Regions from separate parts of the Sus scrofa genome. Here region 1 is linked to region 2. The links are chromatin contacts, called in public HiChIP or PLAC-seq maps. All regions are on one chromosome and are shown on one strand. Each heading gives the region's core, a stretch centred on a gene start, on an enhancer-like site or on the middle of the called end of the contact. The rest is flanking DNA. Distances are from core to core; before and after follow the strand shown.

Evidence for each region. HiChIP or PLAC-seq counts read pairs in DNA pulled down with a chosen protein or histone mark.
Region 1: an H3K27ac HiChIP or PLAC-seq map of alveolar macrophages shows a contact between it and region 2. The contact joins two enhancer-like sites. A contact is called at or near these places in 3 of 47 Hi-C or Micro-C datasets (embryonic fibroblasts, retroperitoneal adipose tissue and subcutaneous adipose tissue) and 1 of 2 datasets of contacts at active chromatin or transcription factors (alveolar macrophages).

What each region holds. Positions count from the first base shown.
Region 1 is chr15:88,102,754-88,108,455 of Sscrofa11.1, forward strand. No RefSeq gene overlaps it. Among named protein-coding and RNA genes, the nearest start is that of DNAJC10, 93 kb to the right of the region's middle. Within about 2 kb of position 1,673, at least 4 of the 83 cell types and tissues checked have an H3K27ac peak or open chromatin away from gene starts, as enhancers often do. A contact at or near this core is called in alveolar macrophages, where this site is marked.
Region 2 is chr15:87,226,672-87,232,692 of Sscrofa11.1, forward strand. No RefSeq gene overlaps it. Among named protein-coding and RNA genes, the nearest start is that of NEUROD1, 50 kb to the left of the region's middle. Within about 2 kb of position 2,645, at least 10 of the 83 cell types and tissues checked have an H3K27ac peak or open chromatin away from gene starts, as enhancers often do. A contact at or near this core is called in alveolar macrophages, where this site is marked.

The sequences.
Region 1 (5,702 bases), core at 423-2,922, 880 kb after region 2:
GAAGGGTTCCGTTTTTCACACCATCTCCAGCATTTATTATTTGTAGACTCTTTGATAATGGCCATTCTGACTGGTGTGAGGTGATAGATACTTCATTGTAGTTTTGATTTTCATTTCTCTAATAATTAGTGATGTTAAGCATGTTTTCATGTGACTGTTGGCCATCTGTATATCTTCTTCAGAGAAGTGTCTGTTTAGATCCACTGCCTATTTTTTGATTGAGTTGTTTGGCTTTGGGAATTTTTTAAAATTGAGCTCTATAAGTCATTTGTATATTTTGGAAATTTAGCCCTGTAGGCTGCATCATTTGCAAATATTTTCTCCCATTTTTTAGGTTATCTTTTTGTCTTTTTATGGTTTCTTTTGCTGTGCAAAAGCTTGTAAGTTTGATTAGGTCTTCTTTGTTTATTTTTGCTTTTATTTCTTTTCCCTAGGGAGACTGATTTAATAAAACATTGGTATGGTTTATGGCAGAGAATGTTTTGTCTGTGCTCTCTTTTAGGAGTTTTATGATATCCTAAATTATATCAAGATCTTTAAGCCACTTTGACTTAATTTTTTGTGTGTGGTGTGAGGGAATGTTCTAACTTCATTGATTTACATGTGGCTTTCCAGCTTTCCAACACCATTTGATGAAGAGATTGACTTTCCTCCATTGTGTATTCTTACCTGCTTTGTCAAAGATTAGATGACAGTAGGTGTATGGGTTTATTTCTGGTCTCTATTCTATTCCATTGGCCCATATGTCTGTTTTTTTGTGTGTGTGCCATACCACATTGTTTTAATTACCATAACTTTGTAATATCGTCTGAAGCCCGGAGCATTATGCCTCCAGCTTTGTTCTTTTTCCACAGAATTTTTTTGAAAATTCTAGGTCTTTTGTGTTTCCATATAAATTTTAGGATTATTTGTCCTAGTTCTTTGAAAAATGTCACAGGTAATTTGATAGGGATAACATAAAAATTCTAGATTGCATTTTAATGATATCAATTCTTCCAATCCAGGACCATGGGATATCTTTCCATTTTTTAAAATCATCTTCAATTTCCTTTATCAGTGTTTCATAATTCTCAGCATGTAAGTCTTTCTGCATATATAATTCTTTATGTAATGAATTTGTACCACTGACTGACAATGGGCTATGTAATGCTCAAACAGGATATGGTTCAGAGAAAAAGTAGGTTCCACACTCACTGACTATTAAGCAATCTATGCAGACTCATTGAGCTCGTTTCCTCTTTTGTACAAAGCATGACAGTAACAGTAATATTTATTGCAATGTGATGTTGTGAGGATTTAACATCATAGTGCATGTAAAGCACTTGGCATATGCACTGAAGTACTCAATTTAAAAAATTAATTGTGTTAAGCATTTATAGGATTTGGAATCAAACACAAGGCCTTTCTACACAGTAAAAGACTCTAGCAACTCTCTATACTCTTAGTTAATAATTATAACTCTTACAAGTGCATGTTGTTATAGTTTACAAACTATAGAATGATTAACTGAACTAAAAGATTGAGGCTCTACCTCCAGTTTTGCTGAAATTACTATGCCTGTGTTGAGGCATGACAATTTATCTGAGACTTACTTTCACGTCTGAATGGAAAGGATACAGCCTGCTTCAGTGTATCATGGTGATGATTAACTGTGACAAGGGAGTTAATCATAAATGGCAGAATGACTAGCACATGATTTCTTCTTTCTCAATCCTATTTAAGACATAAGCAAGGCCATTGAAACCCATCAAAATGTTTGAAAATAAGTGGATTCTAAAACAAGAAAAATTTTATGAACACATATTTGAAAGATTAATAATAGTATTAAATTGTTTCAATCTTCAAAATTATAGGAATTTGAAATAGCATAACTCACTCATTTCCTGCATCCTCAGGCACACCTACATCTTGCACGTTTTTGTAGCTGCTTTCTGTTATTTTAATGTAAATATTCCTTTTTGTCTGATGAAATATTTTTTCTTTGGGGTGTTCTTTCCAATAAAATCATTGCTTATCATAAAATCACTATCAATTTATTTTTTTTCACATTTTCTTTTCACATTCCTTGTACAAAGCCACACAAGCATGGTTGGAATTTGTTATTCAAAACACATCAATAATATTGGAGGCCAGGCTACACTTCTCTTTTTTCTGTCAAATTGAAGTCAACTGTTGTAATATTTTGAATATTAATGGAAAGTCTGTCAGATATTCAAATCATAGTAAAACAGTGTTATGCCAGGAAAAAATTGGCAAAGGCCTTGGATATCTAAAGTAAATAAAACATGATTTTTTTTCATTACCTTATTTAAGAATTCATTTCTCAATGGAAAAAAAATATGTGTATTACTGAACAAAATACGCTGAATCCAAAAACAAGGTATTCGTCTTGTCATCCAGAAGTAAAGAATTTGCCTAAAATAAATTTTCTGGTTTTCTGAATAGCTGAATTAGTGATTCATTATTTTTATATTTGGGTAATAAAACTTTATTTTTCAGTTGAAAATAACTTCTAGTAGGCTACTTGAGGATATAAAAGATACATAAATGAAAACTTACAGTGTCAAAGGGGAAAAATAGGAAATTTAGCCACACAAATAAGCATTACATGCTTTGTCATTTTGTGGGAGGGTGATCTCTTTATATGTACTTTGTTTTTATAATGTGTCAGTAGCCTCCCAGAATTTAACTTAAGCATCATTGAGATAGACTGGCAGCTTCTGCAGGGATGGATGGGGTCATTTAGGGAAAGACATCCCCTCTTTGGGAAGAGAGGAAAAGATTTAAGTCTAGTATTGGACTTAAATTCTCTTTAATGTGTGGCCTTTAGAAATACTATGGCATAAATCATATTGTACAATTTTGGAATCATGTGTTCCAATTCAGTTCAGGACAAAGAGCATCTATAGATCAAATGTCTTACCAGACCCAAATTACACAGTGAGCTGATAAACTATCCCAAATGAAATTATATCATTGACAGTAGAAGCTAGGCAGAGGAGGAGATTAAAAGAAAAGAAATTTATCTACCGAGAAAAAATTCACAGAAGAGGAAATGAGCATGAACAGATTAATTTCATGCCCTTCTTAAACACTCTGCTCTAGGAAGCTGATTTTCAAATTTGCTTGAAGATAGCTGTCTACAATTCTTATTTAAAAATTTTCAGATCTCACACCAAAACTGCTAACCTAGAGTGTTCCTGGGGAAGAAATCTGGTAACCTGACAACATGTGCATAAAACAAGGCCCCCATGATTCTTCTCAGCTAAGTTTGGAATACACTGAAAGAAAATGTTGAGTTATTAGCTGAGAAGATGTCTCTGTGTGCTTACAGTGATATTATGAGCCTTGGGGATAATAAACCAAATTCCCAGTAAGTTTATAATCCAGTTTTTGGAGTCAGAATAGGAGCTCTGATTCAGACGAGCAAAACAAAAATATCAAGTCCTCACAATGTGGGGTGAGAGCTTAAGCAGACTCTTGTTATTAAGTAATAACAATAAGTTTGGGGAAATTAAAGCCAGTTGCAGTTACATTAAACAAACAACAACAAAATGAAGACATGCAATATGAATACATGGACGGAAATCTTGACTTTCGTAGTCACATTTTTATTATTTATGCAAAAAATACCTGATGATATCCAATTTATAGATGCTTATTATTAGACCTGATACAGGTTTTTTGAAAGTGCTACACCAATGTAATGGATTATTGTGACCAGGTAGAGTATGAGGGCAAATGTTGGTGTCAGGAGAATGCCAAAATTTGTCCATAAATGTGGATGGGAAAGGACCACAATGGGAATGTGGATTGGAAGGACTGTACAATGCATTTAAATGGCAGCAGATAACATAGCCCCCTCTGGTGGCCTGTAGTTCATCTGCAACTACCCTTTCCAGGGACTGAATAGAAAGAATGAAAAAAGATGCAGTTACTTGAAGAGGAATTGGGTAGCTAGAAGTTATTAACAAGATAAAATTCAGACATATGGAAAAAAATTCATTGCCCACTTCCTGGAAATGGAATGTGAGATGGGAACTTTGTGCAACACAAGTCATTATTTTAAGCAAAGTCAGAATAGGGAAAGAAAAACTAAGCTAGTCCTAAAACTTCAGTTGTCCTTGGTCAGATCTGGCAAAGCTGAGGGTACAAATAAAAATAAAATCTCAGTTTAAAGAGTGAATAGATTCAAGAAACTATAGGTTTATACACAAGAGCTGAAAAGGTAAACTAAGGAGGAAACACTTACTCAACCACAAAGTGGTGTTTAACAGAGACATCTGCTACCAGCAAAAGATCCTGGATGTATCCAGAGGTTTTAAACACACATGGCTTTTTAAGTGTCAGTCAGGTGAGGTACAACAATGGGAGAATGTGTGCATTATTAGAATTGAGAATTCAATGGCTTAAATGCAATCAAATTCAGATTTTGTTATAACCTACTGAGAAACAAAAATAGTTTCTGGGCTAAATTAAACACTGAGTGACCAGTTTCTTAACCATCACATAGCCCATGAACAGCCTAGGGGTGCAGATATGGATAATGTGATTTCTTCATTAATATTGAAAGTTTTTTTAATCTTGAGATTCCGATTTAAAGAACATTCACTTAACACCTATGAAAATCCAGGCAATAGATGAGTCCCTCCCATTTACATTTAATGTGCATGTAATTAGAGAAAAATCATAGTAATGTGGTGATTCCACTATCAGAAAAAAATCCCAAAACTCTGACTAAAGGGTTTTAGTAATTATAGTAACAATAGTATGTTATTACTATAACAATAACAATCAAGTAAAGAAATTAAGTTAAAGGTAATTAAACAATGCAGAGAAAACAATTAGACCTACACATATTGGAACATTTAACCTTTTAAATGTGGTTATAGTCTTCTGAGAACTTAATTACATTCTAGGCATTAAAGAGCATACTATCCCAAATGAAAGCATATAACACAAAGCACAAAAGTCCCAATAACACATACTAATTTTAAGATCTTGCATAAAAATTCTGACCTTGGAAGTATTCAGGTCAAATTTTAAATATTTGAATTCATTGCTGCATTTAAAAGGAACTTCACCACCTCTAGAAAAACAATAGTAGAGTGCCCTCTAGAGTCTTATGTGTATTTTAATGCCAAATCAAGGGGGAGCTTTGGTTTTGACCATTTCTGACTATGCTCATTAAAATTAACAAATGTGGCAAAATTGTTTATTGCTGCTACAAAAAAAGGGTGTATATACAAAATTTAGTATATTATTTTATCCCAAGAGAAATCTTTGAATATTACTTATCTATACAGAACCAAAAACACCTAAAATTTTTATCTAATGCATTGCATTTTTATTTTATTTTCTTGCTATGGCCTACACATACCAATATATTTGAAGCAAATCTAATACCAGTAGGCTATTTTCATCTTTTATATGTGCATTTTGTTTGTATTATGCATTCATTTCAGTCTGAAATTCCCAAAATAATGTATGTTAATATAACTTTTGAAGCCTCTACCTTAAACTGACACAATTCATGAGGGTAACTAATAAACACTTTTACAAATAAATGAATCTATCTACAATGATTAAAATAGAAGCATAACTAGAAATGTCTTTGCCCTGTTTAAGACGTATGGATCACAGCGTTCCCATTGTGGCCTAGCAGAAACCAACCTGACTAGTATCCATGAGGATGCAGATTT
Region 2 (6,021 bases), core at 1,395-3,894:
TTTTCTTTTCTCTATCTTTGAGCGCTACCTTCTCATTTCCATTTTCAGTTTGCCTTCCTGTACCAAACTATGTCATACTTTGGCCCCAAGCCATATGATGGCTCCCTCAGTCCCAGTACTATCAATACAACATGCCCTAACTATGAAACAAGTGTGAAAAAGCCTTTCCAAAACAATATTGCTGATGCTGTACCATACAAGTTATGCATTGTAAGAGCAGCTCTTATCCTTATCTTTTACATTTATTTGATGCCTCAACAACTAGAATCATATCCTAATCAATAAACAGGACAGATACATATCGTATTCCAAGATGCCAATCTTGGCAGCATTTGAGAACATCTTATTTGTAGGCACATTTGCATTTATTCAGAGTTTTTAAAAAAGTAAATATAGACAGGCTCAATTCTTGCTTGCATCAATATATTTCTCTTTAATTGTATTCCAGTAAACTACTTCCACCTGGAAAAGCAGGTAATGGAAACCATAATCTCCAGTTCATAAAGGGACATCATTGTTCTCTTTTTTTATTATACAATAAGCCATGATTGGACAAAGAACAATGTGTCTAATATAGGAATGTTTTTAAGAATTATGAATGTTGAAGCATGGCAATCCACCATTACCTTCATATATTACAAAGACTGATGTTTTTATGAGAAATTAGACTTGTTCAGGTTTGTCCCAACGTACAGAAACAGGGATCTGAAGTGGAGGTTACAGGGAGGCAGATTGTGATAATAGAAATAAAAGTTTTATGACAAAGCTACAGAAAATTGGAATGGGTTGTATCTAAAGGCAGTGAGTGTCCAATGGAGGGTTAAACATTGGCATGTCTAATGGGAGGCTACTTGAATAAACTTTAGGGATATTTTAAAGATAATTCATCCACTAGAAGTGGAAAGATTAACCTTGAAATAAAGAAAGCAGCACAGCACAATGAAAAGAACATAGGTTTAAACCAAAACCTAATAGCAATGTCAACTTTGTCAAATTACATACTTTTCTCCTCCAGAAATGGGAATAATAATAATACCTACCTTGCAGGGCTTTGTGAAGCTCTACTATAACAAAAAATATGTGTCTAATAGAATGTCTAGCACATAGCTGTGTTCAAGGAAATTTCTTATTATGATCTGATTTTATGTAGTTAAAAATGCCAACATTTGACCTTTTTAATCTATAAAAATGATAATTACATGTAATTTAAACTTATATTGTTAACAAAACTAGACATAATTAAACCCCAATTCCTAAAATGTCTCAATTCTAAGATTCAGATTTAGGATCTGTTATTAGCAAATTCTTAGATTTCTAAAGATTTCTTATTGCCAATTTTAAAAACAGCATAGCATGATGATTTAGAGGTGAGAAGTTTTCTTTTTGGTTCCCTGAAGTTCCAAATGATTAGGCTGACCTCTGATCTATGGTTCATACCCTGGGTGCAAAATTGCTGGATTATGTAGAATTCCAAAGTCCACATGGTCTGGAAACCTATGTCACAAATTTATGGGGGTAGGGAGAGCATACATGGATTGACAAGTCATTACAGCTTCTGTACCCTAGTCATATGCTCTGACAATTACGGCAGATTACCAAGAAGAAATTAGGCAATCATGTTAACTAATGCTGTTCTTGTCAACTTGCTCTTTGGAAGCAGCTGAAAAGGAGTAGAATTAATTGATATTTCTAAAATCCAGAGAATTTCTATAGGCCGTGGGATAGTTTTAGTAAATGTGGGAGCCATAGAGGTTGTACCTCACCAGAGTTTAGAATTGCAATTTTCTATTATAAGTACTTTCTGCTATTGAAGTCACATGAGTCCTCTTGAGGCATATTCATAGGTATACTTTAAGGCAATCTATTTCCTGACATAAGTAAATGTTTGTTACTTTAATTATAACTCATCAAGAAAGACCATTTATTTACCTGTCTGTTGATCAAAATTTCTAAATTATGGAGGGAGGAAAAATGCGAATGTAGCTTTACTTAAAAGAAATAACAATAATTTACTTATGCAAGAAAATTATAGAGTATACATAATAAGTTATGCTGGGTAATGCTGTAGTAAACCAATTGGATATATCAGTTACATGGTTATTCTAGAACCTATATTTCTAACCACCGCTCACAGTAAACCAAAAAATCCCACTACCTCAATTCTTTGAAAAAAAAAAAAGTATAAGTAGTAAAAGAAAAAAAAAAGCCCTTTACTTATAAAAGTGACTAATAGTAACTAATAGCATATGGCTTAAAGGATAATTTAAACTATTTTATGTTACTTCCACAAAGATATTATTGTTATCATAATGATTCCTTTACACTTAGAATGAAGAAATAAATATGGGGTTTTCACATGATAAATACTGAGGTACAGGTCTGAAAACCAGAAAGAGATGTTTTTCCAGCAGAGCTGATCAGATTAAGCATGAAACGATTTTTTTTTTAATTACCCCACAAATCAAAACAAAGATGAGGGAAAAGTTCCATGAATAAACATCAGGGTCATAGTCTAGGAGAGGGGAAAACATATCAGGAAACCAAAAACAAGTGGAGCCAGTTGTCAATCTAGGAACAAGGCAGATGGTTAAAGTCGGAAGTCACATAAGCAACAAAAAGAGCCAAGGTCCAAACCACAAAGCAGAAGTTATGAGAATAACACAACTGGGCTCTAATCCCAAGGCTGAGAATGGAAGCCAAGCAAAGGTGCCTAGTCATAGAACCAAAGGGCAGTTGTTGAAGCAACAGAGCTTTTTTTGTTTCCTGCCCTTTAAAAAATGCAACAGAAGATAATTAATGTCTATGCCTCTCTGCCATGGTTAGATTAGAGGCAAGTATGGGCTGATTGAGAGTTTTTACCTATCCGACAAGATCAGGAGACATTTTGATTCTGTGGAAGTCACTGTCACAGAACTTGAGGCTGAGGACAAGTCTGAGAAAATCCGACAGACGGAGTGCTCTTGAACTAACTCACTTAGGCCAGGTGACTTTTTCTGCATTATTTCCTTATTTCAGGACAGGAGAAAGAGAACCAGGAATTTGAATTGTTTTACATGGCAAGTGTGACTTCTTTTTCTTCTTGTTTTAAACAACATGTCTGTATTATGTCTAGTTAATGGCATTAAGGGCTAGAATTCAGTTGTCTCCCAAATGGGAGAGAAAGAACATGTGAATGGGGGGGGGCAGTTAATTGGGTAGTATGTTATTTTAAAAAATTCCATCATCTGTGTCCACATTACAGTAAGAACATGCTTGATTTCCCTTGACCCCTTCTCTGTGTGATTTTTCACTCCTCTCCTTAGCATTGGCACAGTGTAGATCAGAGGCCAAGAGGTGTCACCAGTCCATTGTCCTAGGTAACTAACAATACAAAATATACACCCCAGAGTTTCAGTCAGTGGGTTCCCAACAGATCAACAAGTGGAAAGTCTGACATCTTCCCCGGAGTGATGGTATTAAGCTAATGGTGTTCTCTGACAGGAAGTTTTTTTCTGATACTGTGTATGTTTTCCTAACTCCTCTTACTGCTCACTCCCATGGTTATCTCTATGGCTCTGGAAAACAATGCCAACCCCCTCATCAGTGTTCTATTTTTAGACCTCATTTAGTCTATAGAGTCAGATGGCTCATATTTAGCTTCCCTTAAATTTCTCCCATTAGTCATTCAAACTCATCATCGCCTTAGTCATTTTTGTTTGGTTGGTTTTCAGTTTATGATGCTTAGCCTAAGAATGAAAACAGCATTTCCAGGAATAGCTCATAAGGGTGCAGTCAGATACTTTAGTCTATATACTGAAATGACTTTACATTATTTCTTAGAAAGGAATCTAATTTTTCATTCTTCTTCAATTCATACCTCCTTCAGCCTCGCAGTTTTGAGTTCCTTCTATCAATGATACTCTCCCTTCTGGGAGAACAATTTCTAGGATATGTTGTTATCCCTAGAACTTAGCACCATACCTGGAACACTGTTGGAAATCAAGATACACTTGATACATGAATGAATAAATGTTTTAAACATCGCAGGTAAGAATTATTTCTATTTTTTTCTGGATTTAGGAGAAGTTTCTATTTTTCTATTTTTTTATGCAATACCTCTCAGTGTTTTAATTCAATTTATACATGCAATTAATTAGGCTACTAGAGTACAATCTCATTCTGTACAAGAATTTATATGCATATTTTTGCATAACATTTGTTGAGCCACATACCTTAAAATAATTCTTGCCACAGGATTTCTGGCCTGGTAAGCGACTGAGAAATCATCTAGTCTGATTTCAATATTTTATGGATGTGAAAGAGGATAACAGACTCTCAGATTATAGGAGGCCTGATTTAAAAGTTTTGTACAATAATTTTCTCTTTTGTTCACACAATTCTTCATGCTGGGAGCTGACACCATCTTGTACGTAATGGTCAACTCTTTGACGTCAATCACTCAAGCATACATTTTTTTCCTTACATTTGAAAATGGAGTTCCTGTCTAAAGAACTAATCTTCATCTGTGATTTGAATTCTGCAAATTGCAGGCTCTCTGGCAGCCCACTGCTGATTTGTAGTGGTTTACACACTGAACACCGTAATTCTAGAGTCTTAAGTTGATTTCTTAGAGTTTTGAGACTTATCACAGGTCAATAACCAGCATCCATCTGAGGTTTTTAATACGGTCTCTTTTTTACACATACCTATTTTCCTCAGTGTATTTACTTTTGCTTCTACATGGAATTTTGAGGTTGGTCACCTGGTGGCGCTATAGTTAATAGCTTGATTTTCATGTGTGTTTTTCCATTGCCTTCTTAGTTTTGTTTTTAAGTGGCAGTTATGTGAAATATGTACATCTTTTAAATTCTGCTGCAGGTGAAATGATTTAATGGCTCGTGACTTCTAGATTAATTTAAAACATTAGAAACATTGTAAAAACAGACTCTTGCTAATAATGATCATTATCGTAATGGCTTGAGGCATAATCATTTACCAACATTAACCAAGTGATTAAAATCCATCATGAGTTTAATTTGAAAAGATTTAAGTTCCTTTGCAATAAATGGCTAATGATATTGGCTTTGTCTTAGTGACGCCAAAATGGATCATTATACGACTTTATACTTCCACTGCTAGATAGAAATGAAACCCATTCTTATTAACAGGCCACATTATGCCTACTGTTTACCAAGAACCTCAGTGCCGAATTGGGCCACAAGGAGCACCACGTATAGGCGATTGTCACTCTTTAATGGCCCTACTGTCTGATAATTTATTATTTCACAAGGCAAGTGACCTTAACAGATATTGAGATTAATTACTGTAGTCAGAAAAACCTGTCAGGAAGGAGAAATTAGTTTCATCAAAACCAGGTATGGTATTTATAATGATCAGATCTTCTTTGATAAAATATTTTCATAACTTTGTAACAATGTCTTTAAAAAATGTCTAATCTAAAATTTAGCAGTAATCAGCCAGAAATATTCTATCTCAACTAACAGAAATAAAAAAAGATCCAGTGCTAAATTTTTTTCCACAAAGAACCTGCCTCTGGACTTTTAGTTACCTCCTCATTAATTCTTTTGATGAACCATGAATAAAATCTTGACCTGCTACCCAGCAATTACCCTACGAGGATCATGATCCTACTTCCAAAACACCTTAAGAAAATTAAAAAGGGGAAAATAAACCCACAGTAAACAATGGTCCAAAAAATCAAACAAACTTTGGCAGTCATGGAAGGAAAAAACCCATATTTTATAATGAGTACTGTTTTATCTCCACAAGTTTTCCCCAAAGGAAACAACCAAGTAAATCTCTCTCACTGATTGCTGTTAGAGATTATTCTTCCACAGGCTCAGTGATGAATTTTGATCTTTATGGCTTGTTAGCTGTTTCCTCCTCAAAACAGGTCAACATTGTTTATTCCCAGTTTTCAAAGAGCCAGAGACCCAAGATGGAGGATTAACATGCCCGAGATTATTTAGTGAGTGGGTAGAAGGCATGTCAATTGGCCAATAAAATGCTAATGTGAAAAGT